Linked DNA regions of Pan troglodytes: region 1 is linked to region 2. A link is a contact called in public capture Hi-C data. All regions are on one chromosome and are shown on one strand. Each heading gives the region's core, a stretch centred on a gene start, on an enhancer-like site or on the middle of the called end of the contact. The rest is flanking DNA. Distances are from core to core; before and after follow the strand shown. Region 1 has its middle 17 kb from the start of USP29. Region 2 overlaps LOC104003467 (olfactory receptor 1L4-like).

What was found. Capture Hi-C pulls out chosen DNA fragments and counts their contacts.
Region 1: a contact with region 2 is called in a capture Hi-C map of stem cell-derived neural stem cells, with 7 times the contacts expected there. The contact joins two enhancer-like sites. A contact is called at or near these places in 1 of 7 Hi-C or Micro-C datasets (stem cell-derived neural progenitor cells) and 1 of 1 other capture datasets (stem cell-derived neural stem cells).

Annotation. Positions count from the first base shown.
Region 1 is chr20:60,042,964-60,050,345 of NHGRI_mPanTro3-v2.0_pri, reverse strand. No RefSeq gene overlaps it. Among named protein-coding and RNA genes, the nearest start is that of USP29, 17 kb to the left of the region's middle. Within about 2 kb of position 5,040, at least 3 of the 24 cell types and tissues checked have an H3K27ac peak or open chromatin away from gene starts, as enhancers often do. A contact at or near this core is called in stem cell-derived neural stem cells, where this site is marked.
Region 2 is chr20:59,668,941-59,676,406 of NHGRI_mPanTro3-v2.0_pri, reverse strand. All of the region lies in intron 3 of LOC104003467 (olfactory receptor 1L4-like), which reads right to left. Among named protein-coding and RNA genes, the nearest start is that of ZNF835, 56 kb to the right of the region's middle. Within about 2 kb of position 3,551, at least 8 of the 24 cell types and tissues checked have an H3K27ac peak or open chromatin away from gene starts, as enhancers often do. A contact at or near this core is called in stem cell-derived neural stem cells, where this site is marked.

The sequences.
Region 1 (7,382 bases), core at 3,791-6,290, 370 kb before region 2:
TCCACCACCACCTAGTGGCAGCACGTGGCAACTGCTACAGAAACTCAGGCTCACTCATGCAAGGCAGATAATGAAATCGTGGAAGGAGCCATTTGTGTCTTCCGGAATGCAGTTACTGTTCTCTCATAAATCGCAGGGACATTAATGGCTTAGTAAAATGCACATGTCCTGATGGGCTTTTAAACTCACCTCCCTATGTGGATGACTTTAGTATTTCTCTGCATAATGGGAGAAATCATTATTATTTAGAGCGGGATGGTGGAAGGGGTCTCAACCAGAGGTGGTTCCTTCCCCGAACCGGTGGACCTTTGGCAGTGTCTGGAGGCATTTTTGATGGTCACAGCTGGGTGAGGGGCTGCTCCTGGCCTCTAGTTGGTGAGACCAGAGATGCCGCTTAAGATCCTACAATGCACAGGACAGAACCCCTTCCCCCACCCCCAACAGCAAAGAATCCTCCAACCCCAAATGCTGAGGGTGCCAGGCTGGGTAGTCCTGATTTAGAGTGACGGTGGAGGGAGGGAGCACTGGTGAGCTCACAAGCACTCCAACAGGACGCCGGCTCTGCTCCGTATTCAAGTCCAGCTTTGACAGTTTCAGGAGTTGGGAGGAGTTTGAATCTCGCTCTGACCACATCAAATGATTCCTGGGTGAGGAGAGGCAGTTTGGGTCCGGGATGGGGATATTTAGAACTTTCCGCAGTCCAGGAGATGACGGTGGTGGGTTGGTTTTCAGTGGCGGCAGAGGAGATGGGGGGAAATGAGCAGGTTGATCAGCGTCAAACGGCAGGACGTGGTGACCGATGAGAGGGGTAATGAGAAGGGCGCCATTGGCTTCTGGTCAGTGTAACCAGGTGGATAATGGTGCCATTGGTGGAGATGGGCAACTCTGGAAGGTGAGCAGGTGAGGGGAAGATGTCATAAGCTTCGTTTGGGACAGGTTGAAGCATCTCCCAGAAAACATTAAGTAATTAGCTTGTTATAGGCTCAATTTTGTCCCCCCAAATGCATGTTGAAGTCTTAACTCCCAGCACCTAGAAATGTGACTGTATTTGGTAATAGGGTCTTTAGATGGGTAATTAAGGCAAGACAAGGTCATTAGGGTAGACCCTAATCCAATATGACAGGTTTTTTTTTTTTTTTTTTTGAGATGGAGTCTCATTCTTGTCACCCAGGCGCTGGAGTGCAATGGCATGATCTCGGCTCACCGCAACCTCCGCCTCCTCAGTTCAAGCGATTCTCTTGCCTCAGCCTCCCGAGTAGCTGGGATTACAGGCACCTGTCCGCATGCCCGGCTAATTTTTGTATTTTTAGTAGAGATGCGGTTTCACCACATTGGCCAAGCTGGTCTCGAACTCCTGACCTCAGGTGATCTGCCTGCCTTGGCCTCCCAAAGTGTTGGGATTGCAGGCGTAAGCCACTGTGCCCAGCCTAAAAATAATTAATCTTTAAAAAGAAAACGAGGGAGATGAAGGCAGGAGCAGGCTGGGGATAAGAGAGCATGGTTTGATTTAGCTGACAGCTTGGCAGAAGGAGAGCCTGTGGCTAAGGTTAGAACCTGAGTTTAATAAAGCTAAAGGAGTCAGCATTACATGATGTCACAGTTGTAGAGACAGTGGGATTCAGTGTGGCCCTCCCATTCAAGGAAGCCAATTTATGGTAGAACATAGCATGTGGAGAGAAACACAAGTGAAAATGCTTAGAAAGAGAGGCAGCCTCGTGTAGCAGTTAACACCCTAGAATCTAGGTTCAGGCTTCCTGAGCCTAAATCCTGGCTCTGCCTCACACAGCTGTGTCTCCATGGACTTCACCTTTCGTACTCACTTTTCTCACCTTTGAAATGGGATAATAGCAGCGCCTTCATCATAGATGCTCTGTGAGGATGAAATAAGTTAATGCACGCAAAGTACCTAGAAGGGTGGGTAAATATTTTCTCTAAATGCCCCCAGGAAAGGGCCAGAATAGCAATTTTTTTTTGTTGTTTTTTAGACGGAGTCTCGCTCTGTTGCCCAGACTGGAGTGCAGTGGTGTGATCTCGGCTCACTGCAACCTCCACCTCCCAGGTTCAAGTGATTCTCTTGCCTCAGCCTCCTGAGTAGCTGGGATTATAGGCACCTGCCAGCACGCCCAGCTAATTTTTTTTTTTTTTGTATTTTTAGTAGAGACAGGGTTTCAGCATGTTGGCTGGGCTGGTCTCGAACCCCTGACCTCGGGTGATCCGCCCACCTTGGCCTCCCAAAGTGCTGGGATTACAGGTGTGAGCCACCGCGCCTGGCCCAGAACAGCAAGTATTTGAGGCTTTGCAGGCCACACGGTCTACTTAACTCTGCTGATGTAACACAAAGCTGCCACCAGGCGATGTCAATGAAGGCGTGACCATGGGCCAACACAGCTTTGTTTATGGAAGCCAAGATTTGAATTTCATATAATTTGCACATATCATGAAATATAATTTTCTTTTCTTTGTTTCTCTTTTTTTTCTGTTCTCTTTCTCTCTCTTTTTTCTTTTCTCTCTTTTTTGAATAAAGAAAGGGTCTTGTTCTGTCACCCAGGCTGGAGTGCAGTGGTGCAACCGTAGCTCACTGAAGCCTTGATCTCCTGGGCTTAAATGACCCTCTCACCTCAGCTTCCTGAGTAGCTGGGGCCATAGGTAAGTGCCACCACACCCAGTTAATTTTTTAACTTTCTTTTTTTTTTAAGACATAGTTTTGCTCTTGTTGCCCGGGCTGGAGTGCAATGGCGCCATCTTGGCTCACTGCAACCTCTGCCTCCCGAGTTCAAGCTATTCTCCTGCCTCAGCCTCCTGAAAGTAGCTGGGATTATAGGCATTCACCACCACGCCCAGCTAACTTTTGTATTTTTAGTAGAGATGGGGTTTCATCATGTTGGCCAGGCTGGTCTTGAACTCCTGACCTCAGGTGATCCACCCACCCCGGCCTCCCAAAGTGCTGGGATTACACGCATAAGCCACCGCGCCCGGCCAATTTTTTAACTTTTTGTAGAGATGTGGGGGGTCTCACTATGTTGCCTAGGCTGGTCTTGAACTCCTGGGCTCAAACGATTCTCCTGCCTCGACCTCCCAAAGAGTTAGGATTACAGGTGTGAGCCACTGTGCCTGGCCTGATTTATTTTCAACAATTTGAACATATAAAATCCATGCTTAACCTGAGGGCCATACAGAAGCAAGCGCTAGTCCGTATTTGATTCTGCCAAACGCTGCTCTAACTCTGCAGCTGGCTTTCAGTAAGACACATGGAAGTGTTAGATAAAGAGAAAAAAAAAAAAAAACAGAAAAGTTCTGCCAGGGAACCCAAGACACTAAATTCCCCTGTTGACTGGGGCGAGGGACTTTAAGCTGTTCCCTTTACACCACAGGCTCCAAAAGGGAGTATTCTGAAGCTTGGACACACTTATCCACAGACTCATTTGATTTGGTCAGCATGGTCTTTAGGAAGGAATAAATACATGACCTTCTTAAACATAAAATTTGGAAGATTTCACTTAAAGGAATCCAGATTTCTGGGTTTTGTGACCCATGTTCCTATGCGGCAGCCACAGGTTGGAGCAGAAGAGCAGGGAGCCCCTTTATTTATTTATTTATTTTTATTTTATTAATTTTTTATTTTTTTGAGACGGAATCTCGCTCTGTCGCCCAGGCTGGAGTGCAGTGGGGCGATCTTGGCTCACCGCAACCTCCGCCTCCCAGGTTCAAGCGACTCTCCAGCCTCAGCCTCCAGAGTAGCTGGGATTACAGGCATGAACCACTACGCCCGGCTACTTTTTGTATTTTTAGTAGAAACGGGGTTTCACCATGTTGGCCAGGATGGTCTTGAACTCCTGACCTCAGGTGATCCACCCGCCTCGGCCTCCCAAAGTGCTGGGATGGCAGGTGTGAGCCACTGTGCCCGGCCAGGGAGCCCCTTTAGATGGGATGGGGAGGGTCCTCCGATCAGGGCTGCCCACTCACTCCCCCTCCCTCTGCTTCCCTTCCCTCTTCCATCTCCCTCCCCCATCCCCCCCATCCTTCATCCACCTACCTGAGGTGCCCGACCCTGGTAGACAAGGAAGATATTAAAAATGTTTAACAAGGGTGGGGCAGTAGCCAATCCTGATGAAGCCCTGACCAATGATACACGAGCCCCAGCTGGGAGCTATTGGTACCATCTGTAGCTCCTGTGGACATTGACATTTAAATTGATTTAACCTTTTTTTTATTTTTTATTTTTTGAGACGAAGGCTCACTCTGCCACCCAGGCTGGAGATCTCGGCTCACTGCAACCTCTGCTTCCCAGGTTCAAGCGATTCTCCTGCCTCAGCCTCCCAAGTAGCTGGGGTTACAGGCGCACACCACCATGCCCGGCAAATTTTTGTATTTTTAGTAGAGATGGTGTTTCACCATGTTGGCCAGGCTGGTCTTGAACTCCTGACCTCAAGTGATACACCCTCCTTCGACTTCCCAAAGTGCTGGGATTACGGTCCTGAGCCACCGCGCCCGGCCAGACTTATAATTTGAAAAAGGAAAAACCAGGGGCACCCCACCGCCTGGGGATCAAGGGGAGCCCAGCATAGGGAGGGAGAGGGAGCCAGGGTTATAACGTCCACATTCATACAACCTCAGCCTTGACCCCTACGTGCGGATCATGGCGGTAGCGACCCGGCAGGAAACACAGCGAGCGAGCTGATTTGTGATCATGGTCGGTGCTCCGAAGAACAGACAACGAGGCGTGGAGCGCGTGCCGGGTGCGATCCTGGAAGGCTCCTCAGAGGAGGTGACATCTCGCTGGGCCTGGCGGCCCTGACGTCCAGCGGCGATGGCGGTCCATGGCCACCAGGTGGCGCCGCGAGAACGTGGCTGAAGCAGCTAGGCCGCGTTCCTGCGATCTGACTGTGCAGAGAGCTGTGGCTCCAGGTTTATCTCAAAGCATTTTTCTCAGCAGATGAACTTAGGGAGGGAGGCAGGAGAGCAAATTCCCCTCGCTGCCCATGTGTCAGTTTTATTTTACCTTAACGGTAGTCAGTGCTGCAGCAGCCGAGAGCCCGGGCCCCCAAATTTGGGTTTACAGGCTGGCTCCAACCCAAACCAGCGTGTGTCCCTGCCATGAGGCGTTTTATGTATTTATTATGTATTTGTTTTTCTATTGAGACAGGGTCTCACTCTGTGGCTCAGGCTGGAGTACAGTGGCGCTGTCTTGGCTCACTGCAGCCTCCCCAGCTTGAGCAATCCTCCTGCCTCAGCCTCCCGAGTAGCTGGGACTACAGGCCGGCACCACCACACCCAGCTAATTTTCGTATTTTTTGTAGAGAAGGGTTTTTGCCATGATGCCCAGGCTGGTCTTGAACTCCTGGGCTCAAGTGATCTGCTCACCTCTGCCTCCCAAAATGCTGGGATTATAGATAGGCATGAGCCACCACACTTGGCAATTATTTATTTATTTATTTATTTACGGTTTTTTAGAGTCAGGGTCTCACTCGTTGCCGAGTCTGGAGTGCAGTGGCAAAATCTCAGCTCACTGCAACCTCTGCCTCTTGGGTTCAAGCAATTATCATGCCTCAGTCTCCTGAGTAGCTGTGACTACAGGTGCTCACCACCACGCCTGGCTAATTTTTGTATTTTTTAGTAGAGATGGGGTTTCACCATGTTGGCCAGGCTGGTCTCGAACTCCTGACCTCAAGTGATCCACCTGCCTCAGCCTCCAAAAGTGCTGGGATTACAGGTGTGAGCCACCGTGCCTGGCCAGTTCACTAATATTGAGATAAATCATACTCGTGTAAGACGCTACTAACAGGGGAAGCTGGGTGCAGGAACAAGGAAAACTTTCTACTCTCTTTGCAACTTTTCGCCAAATCTAAGTCGATTCTAAAATAAAAGTTGATTCTTTTTTATTGTTTATCTGAAATCCATATTTAACCAGGCAATTTGTATTTTTATTTATTAAATTGGGCAACCCCAGTGCACAGCTAAGGGAGACAGGTGGATTCTCTAACCCAGACACACGTTTTTGAGCCGTCAGCGTCTGTGATCCAAGCCGGGAGCCGGCATGAGATCCCGAGTGAGGGAGAGTGATGGAGACCGTGGCGTCTGGAGCCGGAGATGCAGGGAGGCGAGCGAGAGCTGTCCGAGCAGTGGCTGAGGGTGTTCACTGCTGGCCGACTTAGTCTCTCCACACCTCAGTACTCTTCTCTGTAAAATGGACACTAGAATCACGCCTGCCTCACGGGCTTTTGGGAAATGCGATGCCTTTGATGGAGTATTTATTGCTGCATCAGGTGCACAGAACGCAGACAGAGTTAACTTACTCCCGAGTTCATCCCATCCAATTTCTTCATGGACGTGTGTCCACAGATACACATACAGACATGTGCCCAGGGAGACATAAGTAGAATATATGATGCAAATTTATGTTCATAATTATAATTTAATGTTCAAATATATTCATACATGTATATAAAGTATAGATACACAGTTAATTCTGTATTTAAATATATCTTGGTATAATTTTATCAATATGGCTTTTTTTTTTTTTGAGACAGCGTCTCACTCTGTCATCCAGGCTGGAGTGCAGTGGTGCGATCACGGCTCACTGCAACCTCCACCTCGCGGGCTCAAGCGATCCTCTCACCTCAGCCCCCTGAGTAGATAAGATGAGACTACAGGTGTGTGCCACCACGCCTGGCTAATTTTTGTATTTTTTGTAGAGATGGGATCTTGCTATGGTTCCCAGGCTGGTCTCAAACTCCTGGGCTGAAGCGATCCAACCTCCTGAGCCTCCCAAAGTGCTGGGATTACAGGCATGAGCCACCAAGCCCAGTACATCTTTATATATAATGTATTTAATTTTTTTATGTTTAATATATGTTACATAATATATAATTTATAAATGTGTAATATATAAATTAAATTTATAAATTATACATTTATAAATTTAATTTATATAATTATAATACATCTCTAAATTTTTAAAGAAGAGAGTACAAATTAGGTAATGTGGAATGTTTTGTTCCTTTATTGACTATGTCAGGAAATATGATTTCACAATAATTCCACTGAGCCCTTATTGTGTGCCAGACACTACGCTAAAAACTTGTAAAGACACAAAACCTGCAGATTATAAAATTAAATGTTGTCAGCTCTCAAAATTTGAATGAAAATTGTGGAGGACCGAATCCAGGAATAATCTGTGAAACAGATGGCTATTCAGAGAAATGTGATTTTAAACAGACGTCTCTGCAACACTGTCCACATTGTTTAGTGTCTAAGAGAAAAATCTTCCCATCCTTAATTACATGCTGATGTATATAATTCTTGGAATTCCTCCTGGCCTTTAGCTCGGTGGAAAATTCCGTTGCGGACTTGAGAGCTGAGGTTTCATCTGGCCGCTGGAGAGA
Region 2 (7,466 bases), core at 2,302-4,801:
CAACAACAAAACAGAAAGTAAGCATGAGATACGACTTACCAACAACAAAACAGAAAGTAAGCATGAGATACGACTTACCAACAACCAAAAGTTGATTTTTCATATTTAATTACAAGGCTGACTTGTTGCTCTAGCAGTCTTTTATGTTTTGTAACTATTTAGAATGCCAAATATGCTGCTTTCTTGGTTCAGAACATGAGTAATATGGGTTTAATCACCTTTATAATTTCTATAGTTAATGATAAATTGTCCTAAATTTAAAACATGCATACTGGCTAAGAAAACAATTATACACCTCAAATAATTTCGACTTTCTTTTTTTTTCTTTTTCTTTCTTTTTTCTTTTTTTTTTTTTTTTAACAGAGTCTCACTCTGTCACCCAGGCTGGAGTGCAGTGGTGCAATCTCGGCTCACTGCAACCTCTGCCTTCTGGGTTCAAGCGATTATTCTGCCTCAGCCTCCCAAGTAGCTGGAGCTACAGGTGTGCACCACCACGCCCGGCTAATTTTTGTATTTTTAGTAGAGATGGGGTTTCACCATGTTGGCCAGGCTGGTCACGATCTCCTGACTTTGTTGTCCGCCCACCTCGAAAGTGCTGGGATTACAGGCGTGAGCCACCGCGCCTGGCCGACTGTTTTCTTCTATGAAAATATTTTTAGCATGCTGTTTTGGCTTTTGTTTGTTTGTTTTTGAGACAGGGTCTCACTCTTGTCATTAAGGCTGGAATGCAGTGGTGTGATCATGACTCCCTGCAGTCTTGACCTCCTGGGCTGATAGGATCCTCCCATCTCAGCTTCCTGAGTGGGAGCTGGAATCACAGATCCTTGCCACCACGCACAGTGAACTTTTAAAACTTTTGTAGGGATCTAGTCTCGCTATATTGCTCAGGCTGGTCTCAAACTCCTGAGCTCAAGTGATCCTCCCACCTCAGCCTCCCAAAGTGCTGGGATTACAGGCATACACCACCAGGCCTAGCCTTTGCTTTTTAAGTGCCAGCAGTGTCAGTTAGGTTGCCACTAGATCTTGCTTAAGACTGATGGGAAATAGGGAACCCTTTTATTGTTGCCATAGCAATGACCCCAAACATAACGGAAAAGTTGGTTACATTATCTATTTCAAATTTTAGTCATTGTATTCTCAATTTCCTTTTTCTTTTTGAGACAGAGTTTCACTCTTCTTGCCCAGGCTGGAGTGCAGTGGCGCAATCTGCACTGCAACCTCTGCCTCCTGGGTTCAAGTGATTCTCCAGCCTCAGCCTCCCGAGTAGCTGGGATTACAGGCACCCGCCGCCACACCTGGATAATTTTTGTATTTTTAGTAGAGGCGGTGTTTCACCATGTTGGCCAGGCTGGTCTTGAGCTCCTGACCCCAGGTGATCCACTAGCCTTAGCCTTCCGCAGTGCTGGGATTACAGGTGTGAGCCACCATGCCCGGGTATATACCCAGTAATGGGATTGCTGGGTCAAATGGTAGTTCTGTTCGAAGTTCTTTGAGAAATCTCTAAACTGCTCTCCACAGTGACTGAACTAATTGACATTCCTGCCAACAGTGTGTAAGTGTTTCCATTTCTCCACAGCATCACCAGCGATTACTGTTTTTTGACTTTTTATTAATAGCCATTCTTATTCGTGTGAGATGATGTCTCATTGTGGTTTTGACTTGCATTACTCTGATGATTAGCGAGTATAAGCATTTTTTCATATATTTGTTGGCTGCTTATATATCATCTTTTCAGAAGCGTCTGTTCATATCTTTTGCCAATTTTTAATGGGGTTATTTGGTTTTTCCTTGTTTGGTTGTTTAAGTTCCTTACAGATTTTTTTGACATTAGACCTTTTTCAGATGCAGTTTGTGAATATTTTCTCCCATTCTGTAGGTTGCCTGTTTACTCTGTTGAAAGTTTTTTTCTTGCGCAGAAGCTCTTTAGTTTAATTAGGTCCCACTTGTCAATTTTTGTTTTTGTTGCAATAGCTTTTGAGAATTTAGTCATAAATTATTTCCCAAGGCCCAAGTTCAGAATGGTGTTTTCTAGATTTTCTTCTAGGATTTGTATAGCTTGAGGTGTTACGTTTAAATCTTTATTCCACCTTGAGTTAATTTTTGTATATGGTGAAATGTAGGGGGCCAGTTTTATTCTTCTGCATATGGCTAGCCAGTGATCCCAGCACAATTTATTGAATAGAGAGTCCTTTTGGATTGCTTTTTTCGGTCAACTTTGTCAAAGATTAGATGGCTGTAGGTGAGTAGCTTTATTTCTGGGTTCTCTGTTCTGTTTCATTGGTCTACGTGTGTTTTTGTACCAGTACCCTGCTGTTTTGGCGACTGTAGTCTTACAGTTTGAAGTTGGGTAATGTGATACCTCCAACTTTGTTCTTGCTGCTTCAGATTGTTTTTTCCAATTACGTGAAGAATTACATTGGTCATTTGATAGGAATAACGTTGAATCTCTAGTTTACTTTGTGTGGTATAGCCATTTTAATGATATTGATTCTTCCAATCCTTGCGCATGGAATGATTTTCCCTCCATTTGTGTCATCGACAGAATCCCAATACTCTTAAATATTATTGAGAAATCTCCGAAGAATGTTTCTTTCTACAGTTTATATCTCCTATATTAGTCATATTATAAATAAAAGCAGAGAAATTGTTCAATTTTAAACTCAAAAACAGCAACAAATCTATTATATGTTAAAAGAACCCACATTTTATGAACAACATTAATATTTTTCAAATAAAATCTTAGTAAAGGTAAAGGTGGTATTGTTTTACATTTTTGCAAATCCCTTTAATTTCCTCCTAAATAGAAGAGAGAGAGATTTCCTCAATCTACTCATAGAATTATATCATGCAGAGAAAATGAGAAGGAAAAAAGTCAAATAAAATATTAATGTTCTGGTTGGGCATAGTGGCTCACACCTGTAATGCCAGCACTTTGGGAGGCCAAAGAGGGCAGATCGCTTGAGCTCAGGAGTTCGAGACCAGCCTGGGCAATGTAGCAAGACCTCTACTAAAAATAAAAAATACTAAAAATTAAAAAATTAAAAACCAGGTGGGCATGGAGGTGTGTGCCTATAGTCCCAGCTACTCAGGAAGCTGAAGTGGGAGCATCACTTGAGCCTAGGAGATCGCGGTTGCAGTAAGCTGTGATGGCACCACTGCATTCCTGCCTGGGCAACAGAGTAAGACCCTGTCTCAAAAAAATCAATAAAATAAAATAAAATTAATGTTTTTAGAAAAATAGTTTGAAGTTGTGGAACCCTTACAAAGATCTTGATTTACTACATTTGGAAATTACTGGCCTAAGAGATACACAAATAATGAACAAGAAATTACAAATGGAGACCATCAGAGTGTACAAATGAGAGGTTATTAATTCACGAAACTGTGAAATATCCACATCACTTTTTAAATTCTGTGCAGCTGCATTTGGCTGGGGCAGAACAGCCCCTCCCCCCACTGCCAGTTGTCACTCAGTTTCCATGGTGACTCATGTCCAAAGACACTGAGCGTTGCTTGGCAACCAGACCAGCTCCTCCATTCTCTCCCCCTGCAATGAAGACCTACTGCCTTCCTGCTCTTCTATCCTCATACCTGCAATTGTCTGCAGAGGAACCCTGGATACATTAAAATTGAGGGAAGAACAGCAACATTCCGCATCCGATGCCACGGAAACTACCAGCTCCAATGGTTCTCAGATTCTGCATTTGGTCTCTCTACATTTCCTGGGCTGACACAATGTCTCTGTGAAGCTGAGGTGTCAGTGCTTGCTGTGAAGAAAAGCAATCCCCCAGTGAAAATCAGTGAGAATGAGGAGTGAGGGTGGCATGGCCCCATCTGATTCGAAAGTTCGAGAAATTGCACGGTGCCCAGTAGACACACAATCCCATTATTCAATAATTGTAATTATCGAAAAATCGAAAAAATAGATTTTGAGAGAAAGAAGGAACCACCACACATTATTAACATGGCTATTATCCATAAAACAGAATATAACAAGTGTTGGCAGGCTATGGAAAAATAAGAAGGCTTCCGCCCTGTTGTTGGGAATATGATGTGGTACAGGGGTTTTGGAAGTGAGATGGTTTCCGTTAAATTCATAATAAAGTTACCAGATGATCCACCTGTGTCCTCATCTGGGTATATACCCCCAAAAATTGAAAACAGTGTTTTAAAGAGATATTTGTACTCTCGTGTTTATAGCAGCTTTATTCATAATAGTCAAAAGTAGAGAAACTGAAGTGTCCATCAAGGGAGGAGTGGATAATGGGTAAACAAACTGTGGTTTTTCACTTCGGGAGGCTGAGGGGGGTGGATCACCTGAGGTCAGGAGTTCGAGACCAGCCTGGCCAACACGGTGAAACCCCGTCTCTACTAAAAATACAAAAACTAGCCAGGCATGATGGCGGGCGCCTGTAATCCCAGCTACTCGGGAGGCTGAGGCAGGAGAATCGTTTGAACCCGGGAGGCGGAGGCTGCAGTGAGCCGAGTTCGTGCCACTGAGCGATCTCGAGGTTGCAGTGAGCTGAGAATGTGCCGCTGAATGATCATGCCACACCGAGGTCGTGCCTGGGCGACAAGAGCAGGACTGTCAAAAAAAAAAAAAAAAACTGTGGTTTTTGCATGCGATGGAATATTACTGAGCCTTACAAAGAAATAAAACCCTGGCACATGCTACAACACGGAAGAACTTTAGGGCACGATGCCAAGGGGAATAAGCCAGTCCCAAAGCGACAACTCTCTATGATTCCACTTCCATAAGGTACCCAAACTAGTCTAATTTATAAAGACAGAAAGTACAATGGCGGTTCCCAGGGGCGAAGAGAGAAGGAACGGAGAGTTAGTGTTTCATGAGTACAGAATTCCGGTTTTGCAATATGAAAACTACTCTGGGTATGGAAGGTGGTGATGTTTGTGAATAATGTGAATGCAATTAATGACACTGAATTACACACTTAAAAATGATTAAAATATAAATATTGAATTATGTAATAATTTAACCCATTTTTATTTAAAAATTTAAAACAAACTTGAAAGTCTTTGCTTATAAATTAATATTAGCAAAATATGGAGTATATGGTAAATTTTATATCCTGTGTAGTTTGCCAGATTTTTAACTAGGAATGCCTATTTACTTTCCAGTGCTTCCACAGTGCCATCTAGCTGTGGCAAAGGGGCTTGATAGCATTTGATAAAATCATACGCATTGCCTCAAATGAGAAGAGAAAAAAATGAGACCCTAAAAATTGCTGTGTCACTTTCTTGTTTGTTCTTTGAAAAGAATTTGTGCCCCAAATTTTATTAATGAGCACATGGCCGCGGAAGGCTGTAGGACTTTGGATTGATCTGCAATGGTGTAAGCTCCTGATGGGCTGGTTCTTCCTGCTCACTGCACAGAAAAAAGCAATTCACCGAGACACCAGCCACGGTGGCTCATGCCTGTAATCCCAGCGCTTTGGGAGGCTGAGGCAGGCAGATCACCTGAGGTCAGGAGTTTGAGAGCAGGTGACCAATGTGGTGAAACCCCATCTCTACTAAAAATACAAACTTAGCCAGGCATGGTGGTGGATGCCTCTAATCCCATCTATTCAAGAGGCTGAGGCAGGAGAATCGCTTGAACCCGGAGGCGGAGGTTGCAGTGAGCCGAAATCGCACCATTGCACTTCAGCCTCAGCGACAAAGCAAGACTCCATCTCAAAAACAAAAACGAAAACGAAAAAACAAAACAAACAAGCAAAAAACAATTCACTGAGGCCAGGACACTGCAACAAAGAGTTTATTGATATGAGGCTGGCCACGCAGCGTGGGAGACAGTTATTACTCAGATCAATCTTCTTGAAAATTCAAAGGTTAGGGTTTTTCAAGGCTAGTTTGGTGGGCCAGGGACTTCACTTCTGGGTGGGGCTAAAGGACCAGTTGGTGGGTTGACAGATTCGAATGGAGCCATTGGCCATCGGAAATGCAAAAACCTGAAAGGACATTTCAAAAGGCCAATCTTAGGTTCTACAAGAGCGATGTTATCTGCAGAGGTAATTATGGAAGTGGCAAATCTTGTGACCTCCAGACTCCTGGTTACCATTTAGGTCTACACCTGAGCAGAATTCAGGCTCCTCATCCTCCTAACCTGGTGACCTTTCTTTAGCTTTACAAAGGCAGTTTCAGTTTTGGGGGGGAAGGGCTACTATCACTTAAATTATGAATTAAAACATCTCCCCAGATTAACCTGGCCTAAACTCAGCACTGATCTAGGCACTTTGGAGGTTAAAGGCAAGATGGGGATCGGTTAGATCAGATCTCTTTCACTGCCATAATTTTTGCTGTTGTAATTTTTGCAAAGACAGTTTCAGTGGTATGGCTCTGGTGAGATTCTTCAGCTCTGGCGTGGGCATAACTGTAGAGAGAGTGCAGGCTGGATTTCAAATTCTGATCAGCTCTATGGACAGGAATCTAACTGCAGGGGAAAATACACACAACCATCCCCAGCAGCCTTGGCTGTGAGCAAGTTCCTAGGAGTGTCCATGTTTTACAGAAAGCACTGGGCTCAGAGATGGGAGGTCTCCAGGCTGCCTGTTCCTGAGCCCACACCCCCATCACCTGCTCCTCCAGCCTGTCTCGGGACATCCAAGGAGAGGGGTCTGGCACCTCCTAGAGAAGGGTTTCCAGGGCTTCTGTGTTGTTCCACCCTCAGGCTTGGGCTAGCCCTCGTGCCCCCTAGGAGATAGTTGGCAGTGTCTGAAGGAGTTTTTAGTCATCACAGGAGTGGAGAGCTGCTGAGAATCCAGGAATGCCCCTGAGCAACCCACACTGCCTAGCACAACCCTCCCTGCCACAACAAAGAATATCCTACCAAATTTTCAGTGTTACCCTGGAAGAGAATACATGATACAGATGATCCTCCCAACATGTTTGACCATCACCATATTGACCTCTCCTCCAAGGCTTTTGTTCAATCTCCCTAAGCCACCCGCTCCTACCTGCCTTGTCATTATCAATAACCAATATCGCTCAATCCCCTCATTTCCAGCATCCCATTCCCATCTCCAACATCACGTCCTACCTAACAGATGATTTATCAATAACCAAGATCGCTCAATCCCCTCATTTCCAGCATCCCATTCCCATCTCTAACATCACATCCTACCTAACAGATGATTTATCAATAACCAAGATCACTCAATCCCCTCATTTCCAGTATCTCATTCCCATCTCCAACATCACATCCTGCCTAACAGATGACTTATCAATAACCAAGATCACTCAATCCCCTCACTTCCAGAATCCCATTCCCATCTCTAACATCACATCCTGCCTAACAGATGACTTATCAATAACCAAGATCACTCAATCCCCTCACTTCCAGAATCCCATTCCCATCTCTAACATCACATCCTGCCTAACAGATGACTTATCAATAACCAAGATCACTCAATCCACTCATTTCCAGCATCCCATTCCCATCTCCAACATCA